Regions from separate parts of the Triticum aestivum genome. Here region 2 is linked to region 1. The links are chromatin contacts, called in public Hi-C maps. All regions are on one chromosome and are shown on one strand. Each heading gives the region's core, a stretch centred on a gene start, on an enhancer-like site or on the middle of the called end of the contact. The rest is flanking DNA. Distances are from core to core; before and after follow the strand shown.

Evidence for each region. Hi-C and Micro-C count contacts between places; a contact is called where the count stands out from the background.
Region 2: a contact with region 1 is called in a Hi-C map of leaf, with 3 times the contacts expected there. The contact joins the promoter of LOC123071482 here to the promoter of LOC123071475 in region 1. A contact is called at or near these places in 2 of 5 Hi-C or Micro-C datasets (both in leaf).

Annotation. Positions count from the first base shown.
Region 1 is chr3B:652,137,419-652,142,917 of IWGSC CS RefSeq v2.1, reverse strand. It overlaps LOC123071475, which reads left to right and starts at 2,422. Exons shown (of 15, transcript XM_044495048.1): 1 at 2,422-2,709; 2 at 3,590-3,716; 3 at 3,823-3,863; 4 at 4,825-4,918; 5 at 5,227-5,499. The coding sequence starts at 2,498.
Region 2 is chr3B:652,377,000-652,382,498 of IWGSC CS RefSeq v2.1, reverse strand. LOC123071482 (cytochrome P450 94C1-like) reads left to right here and starts at 2,548. Exons shown (of 1, transcript XM_044495057.1): 1 at 2,548-4,615. The coding sequence starts at 2,656. The coding sequence ends at 4,239.

The DNA.
Region 1 (5,499 bases), core at 1,173-3,672:
CCGATGCTTGTTTTTTAACTTGATGCAAATTATCCTTTCTTCTTCTTAATATATAAGGCACAAAAATCTCATGTTCGTTCTTTAAAAACATGTGCCTCATTTAGGCCATTGTCTGTCTATGACTTTGGTTCCAATAATGGCGATGGTGGCGGCGAATAAGTTTTCTCCATATCTCCCATCAAAATGGTGGTTCTCTCGACTTTCAATGTTGAGTATGGGAGTTGGCATCTGCGCCACATCAGGTCCTTCGAATCTGAGCGGACGCATCATGTGTCTTCCGTGTTGGTGGTGAGGTAATGGTACTATTATCCCCGCTCTTTGTGGTGCTGGTGGAGGTGTTGTGAGCAGCCAACGTCACCGACTGTGGAAGGCCGACCCTTGGGAACCAAGGTGATGCTTTCTCAACCATTTTTGCGATGGTTAAGAGGCTATGGCCTCCTTCTCTACCATTGGTTGCCTCTCTAACGTGCTAGTTTGCTCTCTGGCGGTACGTGTGCTGCCTCTAACGCAATAATGTTCTTTCTGTCGTCGCTCAAAGTTGGTTGAAGTTTCATCCATGTGATGGTTCGACTATGGGTTTTTTGATCTACACAAGGTTTCTATAGTGTTTCATGGTGGATTCTTCTCCGAGGCGTTGGTCCAATTAAACCTTAGCACGACGACTTCTTCACTTTGAGATGCAATTTCAAGTCGGTTCTGACAATAGAGGCACACCATTGGTTCATGTTGGAAATTGGGCTTGTTTGACTCTTTTAGGGACCTGGTTGCAACTTTTTATGGGGCATTGGTGTATTGTTGTAAGTCTTTAATGTGAGAGAGATATAAGTGGTTAAATGGTTGAGATCATCATCAAACTCATACTTCTACAAATAAACGAGACTTTGTAGGCAAGATTAGATGATCGAACTAGGCCGGTGGTTTATGTTGCATTGGATAGAACTGAGGCGGGAGCAATGGATGACCTGATGTCTCACCGCAAAGCTATTTCAGATTCTGGGTCATACTTATTCGAGTATTGTTGTCTAGGCCACCATGGTTTGCCGCCGGATGCGTGAAGCACACTCAGCAAAATCATAAGTTAAGGGGTACCCCTTGCAAAGATCACTCACACCTTGTCTAATGGTGACAAGTGACACACTGTATGTGCGACACTTGTCACAATATGAGAGTTTTCTTTCTTTCGTAGACTTATTTTCAGAAAACATTTTATCTCTTGAACGTGCGTCCAAATCACATACGATTTTCACCGTTGGGTTTCTCACGTTGAGGTCCTTGAAACATGATCCCGTGTTAATAGCTTTTGACAAACTTTTCTTATAAACCTAAAAAAACTAGAAATCAAGGGAAAACCCGGAAACAGAAGAAAAACATGCTTTCCACTTTTTAGGAAGCACATGTGCGCTTCACGATGAAAGCACAACTCAACCACAACTTTTCACTTTTGATAAGTACCACTGCGATTCACGAGGAAGCAGAGCGGTGCTTCACCATGAAGCACATTGTGATTTTCGCACGGTGTGCTTCATGCGAGAAAACCAATAATAATAATATTTTTTCCAAGGAGGCTTGGGAAAAACCAAGTAAAATATGAAAACCCGAAAAATATAACTCACAAAAGAAACTACTCCAGCGGGTTCACCCAACACGTGACATGAGGCAACGTTGGATAACTGCCCGTTGGGATTGGACGGGGCTTGCCTGCTCCCCGCTTATAGGGGCTGTTTGGTTGGAGGCCCGAGAGCATCTCTAGCAGATCCCGTAACCGCGCATCCCCCAAAATGCGTATAAGAGCGTCCGTAAAACTTTTTTACGGTGTGACGAGTGCTCCAGCGGAACAGATCCCGCAAACGACCGCTTTTCCTTCGACATGTTTGCGTCTCTTTTCATTCGACAAAAATATTACGACCAAAATGACCTCTTCGTCGTCTATAAAAAATAAATCGGACATCAAAGTGAGCTATTTGTCATCTGTAAAAAAAATACGGCAAAGTCTTTGTCGTCAGTAGCTAGCTGACGCCAAAAGGGTGGTCTTTGCCATCATCAACTCACGGCAAAGAGCTCACATACGGCAAATCAACTGATTTCTGTAGTGTTAGCAGGGGTGTTTTATAAAATGTACAGCGAAGTGGCATATGTCATCTCTCCACTTGAATTTGTGCCATCTCTAGTACCAATCCAACGGTCTAGGTTGCTTTTTTCTATTTTTTTCACTAGAGGATCAGATTCTATTGTAGTCCGTTTGTACTGTACTTGACTTTTTTTTTTGATGGGCTGTACTTGACTTTCGATGAAGAAAAAAGGACACGCCCGCAGTACTTAGCAGGGCCGGACTCGGAGCCTTTCGAGGGCCTGAAAACACATACTAGGAAACCCAGCCCACGCGGGTGCGCCCCAAGGTGTATAATTGGGCCCATCTTCCGCCAGACACGCCCTCTCTTCCCGCGGCTCTAAGCCCTAGAACGCCCCTTGCTTTTGGTCGCTGTTCCCCCCGCCGGCGATGGCCGCGCCGCCGGAGACGACGGCCGCGCCGTCCCCGCCGGAAGGGGAGCACAAGGGCAACGCGGGCGTCGAAGTCTGCTGCTTCGAGCAATCTGCAGAAGACTTCTCCAGAGCGGTACGCGCCATCTCGGAGCTCGCCGCCGGCGACCCCGAGCCGGGGTTCCCCGACGCCGAAGCGGAGCGTCTCGCCTCCTCGATAACGTTCCTCAGGTGAAGACGCGCTCTCCTTGCTCCCCAATCACCGCGATAGAATCTGGCAGCTTTCAGTTGTGGGCTTGCAAGCCGTACAGCGGCGACAGCAATTAATGGCTGCTTCATCGGTTGAACTTTTTACACGTGGCGCGGGACGGAGATGTGGTTGTGCACGTACGGTGGAGCTTGGAACGTGAAACCTCTTTAGCTTTGTTGATTGATTGATTGATGTGTCGTGTGTGCGGGAGAATTTTGTGAAGTTTGTGACTTCGGAGTTTATTATAGCACCACTACAAACGAAAAATTCTTATTCTTCTTATGGTAGCATTTATTTCTTGCGGTTACTGTTCACTACAATTCATTTGCTGCAGTCACCCCAGGTGATTGTGTTGTTATCAGCTGGTTTTTGTCTGATTAGAATGGTACCATGAGACCTGTTGTGAAAATTTGGTGGGCGTGATAGCTAAATTTAGGTTTATTGTTTGACTGATTGATGATGATAGGATCTTTTAAATTTAATGGCTGGCCGCCTGTACACTGGGAATTTTGGGCCTTTTCTTGATCTACAGTTCTAGTTGCTTTCATTTTAGATTAAAAAAATCAGATTTATTGGCAAGTAAGGCCACTTTTATTGACTTGGTATGGAATTAATTTGAGTCTTTTCTGCTTAGTATTAGCACATGCTCATCGGAGATGGCTCTGTTTGTCCATAAGATTAGCACATTGTGAAAAGTTGCAGTTGTTACATTGGCAGTATACCTAATTGGAGAGCACAAGATGTCTTCTTGTTTCGTTTTTACTAGCTTACTCTGTCTTTCCCTGTTTTCATATTTTAGTGTTTTTTTGGATTACTCAGAACCCATTTTGCTTGACATTTAATCAATTGTTATCTTCCCAGAGAATGGAAGCATTTTAATTATGAGCCAAAAGGTGTAAGTTTTACTTACGGCACTGGATCAACTTCATCCAGAGATGACACACATGAGATTACCTTACCACAGTTCTCGTCTGCATCTGTTCCTCAGGTTAGTAAAACTACAGTGCTAATTTCTGAGTCTAAAGTTCCTGTTATAACATTGGAGGAAAGCTTTCTGTTGATTTATTGGATCACATCAGTGCAAATCAATGCAGGTCACACATTTGGAAGATGGGAGGGATAATAATACATACAGGTATTATTTCTAGAAGCTAGACTTTTTCAACTTACTAGAATCTTCTTATTTTGTTACATGATTCTCCCTAAGTTTGTTGAGGAGAGATACGTTAAGATTTAAGTTCCTGAGTTCTGGTTATTTGGAGTATTGAACTTATGACCCAAGATTTTTCCATAGCCCTGTTTATGTAATATTTTTGTTTGTCTGCTCACAATTCAAAGGTTGCTGCACATGGACTGGTAAGCAGGCCAGTCTCTATTCTCATTTGTTGGTGAAGAATTTTATACGGAAGTACAATAATTTTCTTGCTATTTCACAAACGTAACATGATCTCAAATACACCTTTGATTCTAATTATATACCAGTAAAATAATTTAAAATGATTAGTGTTATGAAAGTACTTTCATTGACCAATATATGAATATCATTTTGTTCTTTGGTGTAATCAGTGATCAAAGTTTTACATTCTGGACTGCATACACAATAAAAGAACAACTATTTGAGAATGAAAACAATATTCTCTTGGTCCAGGAGTAATCCTGCAGAGTGAGTTGGGTCATCAAGTGGCGCCAACCCATGCAAGGTTTTGCTGCTTTTAGGGGATTTGTTAGTAGAAGGGCGGACCTGGCGCAGTGGCAGAGCCCCTCCACTTGTGGCCTGGAGGTCCTGAGTTTGAGCCAGCCTCCTTGCAGAAATATTATGCAAGAGTAAGGCTGTCTGAAATTCCGCGCGCGCGCGGGGGGGGGGGGGGGGGGGGGGAGGGATTTGTTAGTAGGTTAACAGTGAAGTTGCTTGATGAAACACCATTGCTTTATTTCTTTCATTAATTAATTTTCAGCATTGTCAAAAACTGATGATATGTGATACACTGCTAATTTTGACCTTATTTCTACACTCTTTCAGTTTTCTCTGTTACATTATCCATATGACTGTAGAGAACCATGCATTGAACTGTGATTAAATCTCTTAACTGTTGCAGCTCTGATTTCATTTTATTCGCTGGGGGGAATGTTTGGTCGTTGGACTGGTGCCCGAGGTTGTGCGACAAGCCTTCTTCTCCCGCAAATTGCGAGGTTGTGATCAACTGACTCTGAGCATGAACTAGTAGCTCTTTTCTCAAGTGCATCTTTGCATGCTGGCTCATTGCTAGGTTGCACTTGTTTTTCAGTGTCTATGAATAGTACTCCCTCCGATCCAAATTACTTGTCGCTCAAATGGATGTATCTAGACGTATTTCAGTGATACATCCGTTTGAGCGACAAGTAATATGGATCGTGGGGAGTACCTTTTTTAATCGCAAGAATTTACTGGATTTACAAAAAGATTAGTAGAACATAGGAGTTACTTAGAATTGCTGATCATGTTCTTTTATCTATTGCAGTATCTTGCTGTTGCTGCTCATCCTCCTGGTTCTTCCTACCATAAAATTGGTATGCCACTGATTGGCAGAGGCATCATTCAAGTTTGGTGTATTGTAGCACCCTTTGAAGAGGCACATACTAATCAGTCAATGCTTGCATACAGTAATAGCAATTGTAGAGGAAGGCCTAGAAAAATACCAAAAGAGAACAATTCAATTGAGAGTTCATCAGTTCCTCGAAAACCAATAGGGAGACCGAGAAAGATAAAACTGACGACTGGGGATGATCGCACG
Region 2 (5,499 bases), core at 1,299-3,798, 240 kb before region 1:
ACCTCCACCAGCCCGCCCATCCCCCTCTCTCTCCTACTTTTCTTTATTTCTCTCCCCCATCATGCCGGCCAAGGATGCCGTTGCCGGCGAGCCCAGCCCGTCATCAAGCCGCCTGCTCCTCCTCCTCTTCGCCGCCTCGTGAAATCGATCCCCGTGGTAGCCACGGAGTCGGGGCCGCGGCCCCGCGTCGCCGTTCGAGCCGCGGATGTCGGGCGTGGCACAAGCGAGGCCGCGATAGTGGGCGGCGGGGCGCAGGGAAGGGCGGGGGGGGGGGGGGGGGGGGGGGGGGAGGCGCGGCTGCGGGCTAGTGCGGCGATGGGTGGCAGGGCGCAGGGCACGGCTGCGTGCTGCAAGGTGCGCTGACGGGCGGCGGGGCGCGGCTACGTTCGGCGAGGTGATGGGCGGCGGGGCTGCGTGCTGCTGCTGCGCGGCTGCGAGCTGGCGCGGCTGTAGCCGCACGGGCGCAGCGGCAGGACCAGAGCAGGGCGCAGGCAGGTGGCCCCGAGCACGAGCCGCCACGGCGGGCGCGGCGACAAGATGCCACAGCGGGCGCGGGCGCAGCAGACATTTTGGGATTGGTCGCCACGTTGGGCGCCTCGAACAGAAGCCGGATGCATATGTCGGGCTTTGGCATCAATCGTCATTCCAAACGAACGAAATTCGAATAAAACGGATGTCCTTTTGAAGTGAGTAAATTGCACAAAACCACCACTTTGAAGACTAGGTTTGCGAAAAATAATACAATACATTTTTTTTGCAGAAAACATCATGTCTACGGTAATCTTTTTGCAAAAAACACTGATCGGCGGCTTTGCCTCGGTTAAGTGCGTTTATGATAGACGGGGCCCGCCAGTCAGGCTTACGTGGCACAAAATTTTCACACCGTTACATTAAATCAATTGCTAGACATGGGACCTGCTTGTCAGCGTCACACTCCTCTCTTGAACATTTTACAAACCAGCCCCTACAATTTCATAGGAACACCCTTCAATCAAAAACATAAAAGCAATCTGCTTCATGGATTCGGCCTGCGCAAGCACACGAGCAGAGCAGTAGTACGAGACGCCCATGGGTCTCAGCGCCGGCGAGGAGGCGCGCCATCGGGGTCTGGGGGAAGGAACCTGCATCGCAGCAAGCCGTGGAGGCTTGGGGTGGCGGCTGGAGAACAGCCACCTCGAGCTCCTCGGTCGGCCGACTGCAGCGGGACACGGAGATGGTCGTCGGCGGGCGGCGTGGCCACGCCGGCGAGGCGGGAACGGTTGGAGCTCCCGGATCAGGCGGTCAGTTGCCTCGTCGCAGTCGCGGCACGCGTCGGAGGGAGCCGTGCGACGGAACGTCGGCCCGCCGTTGGGGTCGGAGGGAGTTGCAGCGGGGGCGGGGTGCGACCGATGACGAGGGACGCGCAGGTGAAGCCGAGCAACGCGGCCGCTGTCCTGGTGCGGGATTCCTGTCCGAGTTGGAGCTGCTGCTGCGGTCGCCGGCCGGTGGCGTACACAGGTTGGGCGGCGGCGGCGCGATGCGTCTCTGGCAACAGGACCTCGTACGGGGTCGTGAGGATAACAAAAGTAGGAGGCAGATTTTCTTCTTTTTTTTCTTTGGATGACAGGTGGACCCCCATAGGGCCCCACATAAGGATAGCGTTATCAAACGTCGCCGTTATATTTGAGAGGTTAAGTGGTGCCAAGTGAGCCTGACTGGCGGGCCCCATCTGTCATAAATGCACTTAACCGAGTCCGATCCGCCGATCAGTGTTTTTTCAAAAAAATTATCATAGACGTTTTTTTTTTTGCAAAATAATGTATTGTAGTGTTTTTTGTAAACCTATCCTTTAAGGTGGTGGTTTTGTGCAATTTACCCTTCTGAGGTCTAGCGTTGCAGTTGTCCTTAATGCGCCGCGGGAGGGAAAGATCGGTCGGTCCCGACGACGGCAGACGGGCAGAGACGTACTCCGGGCGGCCTGGCGCTGCTGTGTTGCTGCGCCTAGATAAGCTAGTGGGCACTGGAAACACGTTCAAAACGCCACGGCGCAGTAAATATCCCTGGAACGGCGACTAGTCCGGTACAATCGCACTGTCTGGATCGTGGGAGGGGTAGGCACTGCAGTGCAATCAATAACTGGCTCTGGCTGGCCGAAGTAGGCAAGGCGCGAGCTTTCCTGTTATGTACGACCGGGTATTGACGTCGTGGTCGACTGACCGGGGTGAAAAACCAAGTGCCACCCGGAGAAGGAGCCGGAGGTGGGTGACGGTGCGTGGCCCGATCGAACGACACGCATGGCGCGGCGGACAACGTGCAGATCATTAAGCGCTATTCCTATAGCACATGTGGCTCTCCACCTATAGAGTCTAGACCACCAGCTGCTACAGCCCGATCGACCGAGGTGAGCTCGAGAGCGAACGTGCCCAGACCTACTGAGAGTGAGAGTGAGAGAGCGGTCAAAGTCACGAGGGAAACTACACGGGCGAGAGTCCATGCCCATAACCGTCCTTCCACACACACGAGCGAGGAGAGGGCCGGCAGTATAAAACGGCCTCGTCCGGGGCGGGCGCAACGGCACCTCACCTCACCGCCCGCATATGAAACCCCGCGCGCGCGCACACACACGCACGTACGATAGATAAAAGCAGCTAGCGCCGTCGTTACGTCGTGCTCGTCATGGGCGTCGAGGCGGCGCTGCATGGGGCGGCGGCGGAGGCGGAGCTGCATGGGGCGCTCTCGCTGCAGCCGCACGTGGCCGGCGCCTTCTTCGCGCTCGCGGCGTGCACCGTGGCGCTCGCCGCCCTCCTGGCCGTGGCGCGCACGCGCCCGCCGTGGTGGTGCGACTGCGCGGTCTGCGAGGCCTACCTCACGGCGTCGTGGGCAGGCGAGTTCGACAACCTCTGCGACTGGTACGCGCACCTGCTGCGCCGCTCGCCGTCGCAGACCGTGCACGTGCACGTGCTCCGCAACGTGCTCACAGCCAACCCCGTCACCGTCGACCACATGCTGCGCGCGCGCTTCGATAACTACCCCAAGGGCAAGCCCTTCTCCGCCATCCTCGCCGACCTGCTCGGCCGCGGGATCTTTAACGTCGACGGAGACGCGTGGCTGTTCCAGCGGAAGCTCGCCGCGGCCGAGCTTGCGTCCCCGGCGCTCAGGGCTTTCGCCTCGGGCGTCGTCGCCTCCGAGCTGCGGGGCCGTCTCGTTCCCCTGCTTGACTCTGCATGTTCCCACGACGACGACGGTGGCAAGGTGCTGGACCTGCAGGACGTGTTCCGTCGCTTCGCCTTCGACTGCATATGCAAGATCTCCTTCGGCCTCGACCCGGGCTGCCTCGAGCTGTCCATGCCGGTATCGGCGTTCGTTGACGCGTTCGACACGGCGTCGATGCTCTCAGCGAGGCGCGCGACCGCCCCGTTGCAGATCATATGGCGGCTGAAGCGGTTCTTCAACGTCGGGGACGAGAGAAAGCTCCGGGAATCCGTGCGCCTCGTCGACGGGTTCGCCGCGGAGGTCACCCGGCAACGACACAAGCTCGGCGGCGCCGCGTCCGGCAGCGACCTCCTGTCGCGGTTCATGGGCTCCATCAGCGACGAGAAGTACCTCAGGGACATCGTCGTCAGTTTCGTGCTCGCCGGCCGCGACACAGTCGCCTCAGCGCTGACCGCCTTCTTCCTGCTCCTCTCCGATCACCCGGAGGTCGCCGCCGCCATCCGGGACGAGGTGTCACGCGTCGCGGGCGACGACGACAACGACCGGCCGAGCTTCAGCAAGCTCAAGGACATGCACTACGTGCACGCGGCGCTGTACGAGAGCATGCGGCTGTTCCCGCCGGTGCAGTTCGACTCCAAGTTCGCGGCGGGCGACGACACGCTCCCGGACGGCACGGCGGTGGCCAAGGGCACCCGGGTCACCTACCACGCCTACGCCATGGGCCGGATGGAGTCCGTGTGGGGCCCCGACTGCTCCGAGTTCCGGCCCGAGCGGTGGCTCCGCGACGGGCAGTTCGTCCCGGTGAGCCCGTACCGGTACCCGGTGTTCCAGGCCGGCGTGCGCGTCTGCGTCGGCAAGGACCTCGCGCTCATGGAGATGAAGGCCGTCATCGTCGCCGTCGTCCGCAGCTTCGACATCGAGGCGATCGGCCGGAGCTCGCGCCGGCCCAAGTTCGCGCCGGGGCTGACGGCCACGTTCGCCGGCGGGTTGCCGGTCAGGGTCCGCCGGCGACCGCGTGGTGTGAGCGGGCACAGCCCACCAACCTGATACGGAATAAACAACAGTTGGTGTCCTGACGATCGCGCTCTTGTTGGCCTATTCTCGCCCGTTTCTTCCTTTCGAACAGGGATAAAATCGCGCGCTAGATTGTATGCCGCTGGCAGTCCGTGGCCACTGGTGCCGTGAGTGCGCTGGCGTTTGGCAGCACCGAGCAGCAGCTGATCGATGATGCTGGACGATTGATTAGTCAGTACGTACGCAGCTCTCCACTTGAGATTGAGAGTCGAGATCGATAGATCTACAGATAGATTCCTCGAATCGACAGCAAATTATTGAGATCGGGTCGGAGTACGCGCGACTGTTATGTGGTACGGATAACGGAAAGACTATATAAACCGTTGGGGGAAATACCTCCTTGGCTCTCCGGAGGATGTGTACTTGATATTAAAAAACAGTAATTGTGAAAAAAGATAAAAATCAAATCTTTTTCGGAAATAAATTTGACCTTCTGTTGTGCTCGAACAAAAAGCTTCACGAAAAAAACTCCCATCAACTTCAGGGAAGAAAACCCGACCAAATTAGGACAACTAGTAAGGTACATGTGCATTGCACGCATAAGATTTGGCAACCAAATTATGAATAAACACCACACTATAGCATGTAAGTTTTGAGTCATATATGCATGATGTAGATGTTCGTTTAATTCTTATGGTTCATCCCATTCAAAACCAATTAGTTTTTATAAAAAGGTTAATCTATTTTATTTATGGAATTATGCATTGTAAAGCATAAAGTAAAAACAAATAATGGCAATTCATCTAAAAAAATTAGGCAATTATGATGTGAAAGATTATAGATCAATGGAGAAGTGCTTGTTTTTTAGGTTTGTGCATTATGCTTAAGTTCAACCATGGAGTATTCTAGATTGTACATGTGGTAGAATCTGGTGGAATGTAGATGATATCCAACGGCCGGTAGTTCTCGGATTTGCCATCTCTGCACCGTCAAATTGGCTTCATCCAACGACCATCTTTCAAAGTTATCCGCACACTATATAGGGGTATAGAAAAGGTGTGAGTAGTAACTTGTATGTAGTGTTAAAGAAATCACCCATAATACCATGAAAGTCATTCCTCGATGAAACCTTTTATACAAGTACAACAAAAGGTCAAATTTGTTTAAAAATGGTTTAGAATTTTTTTACTTTTTGGAATATAATTACTAAGATATTTTTTCATGTCAAGTGCATATACACCCGAGAGCCACCTCCGCTCTTCAGCATAACGCTCTCCACTTGAAGGGGAAATA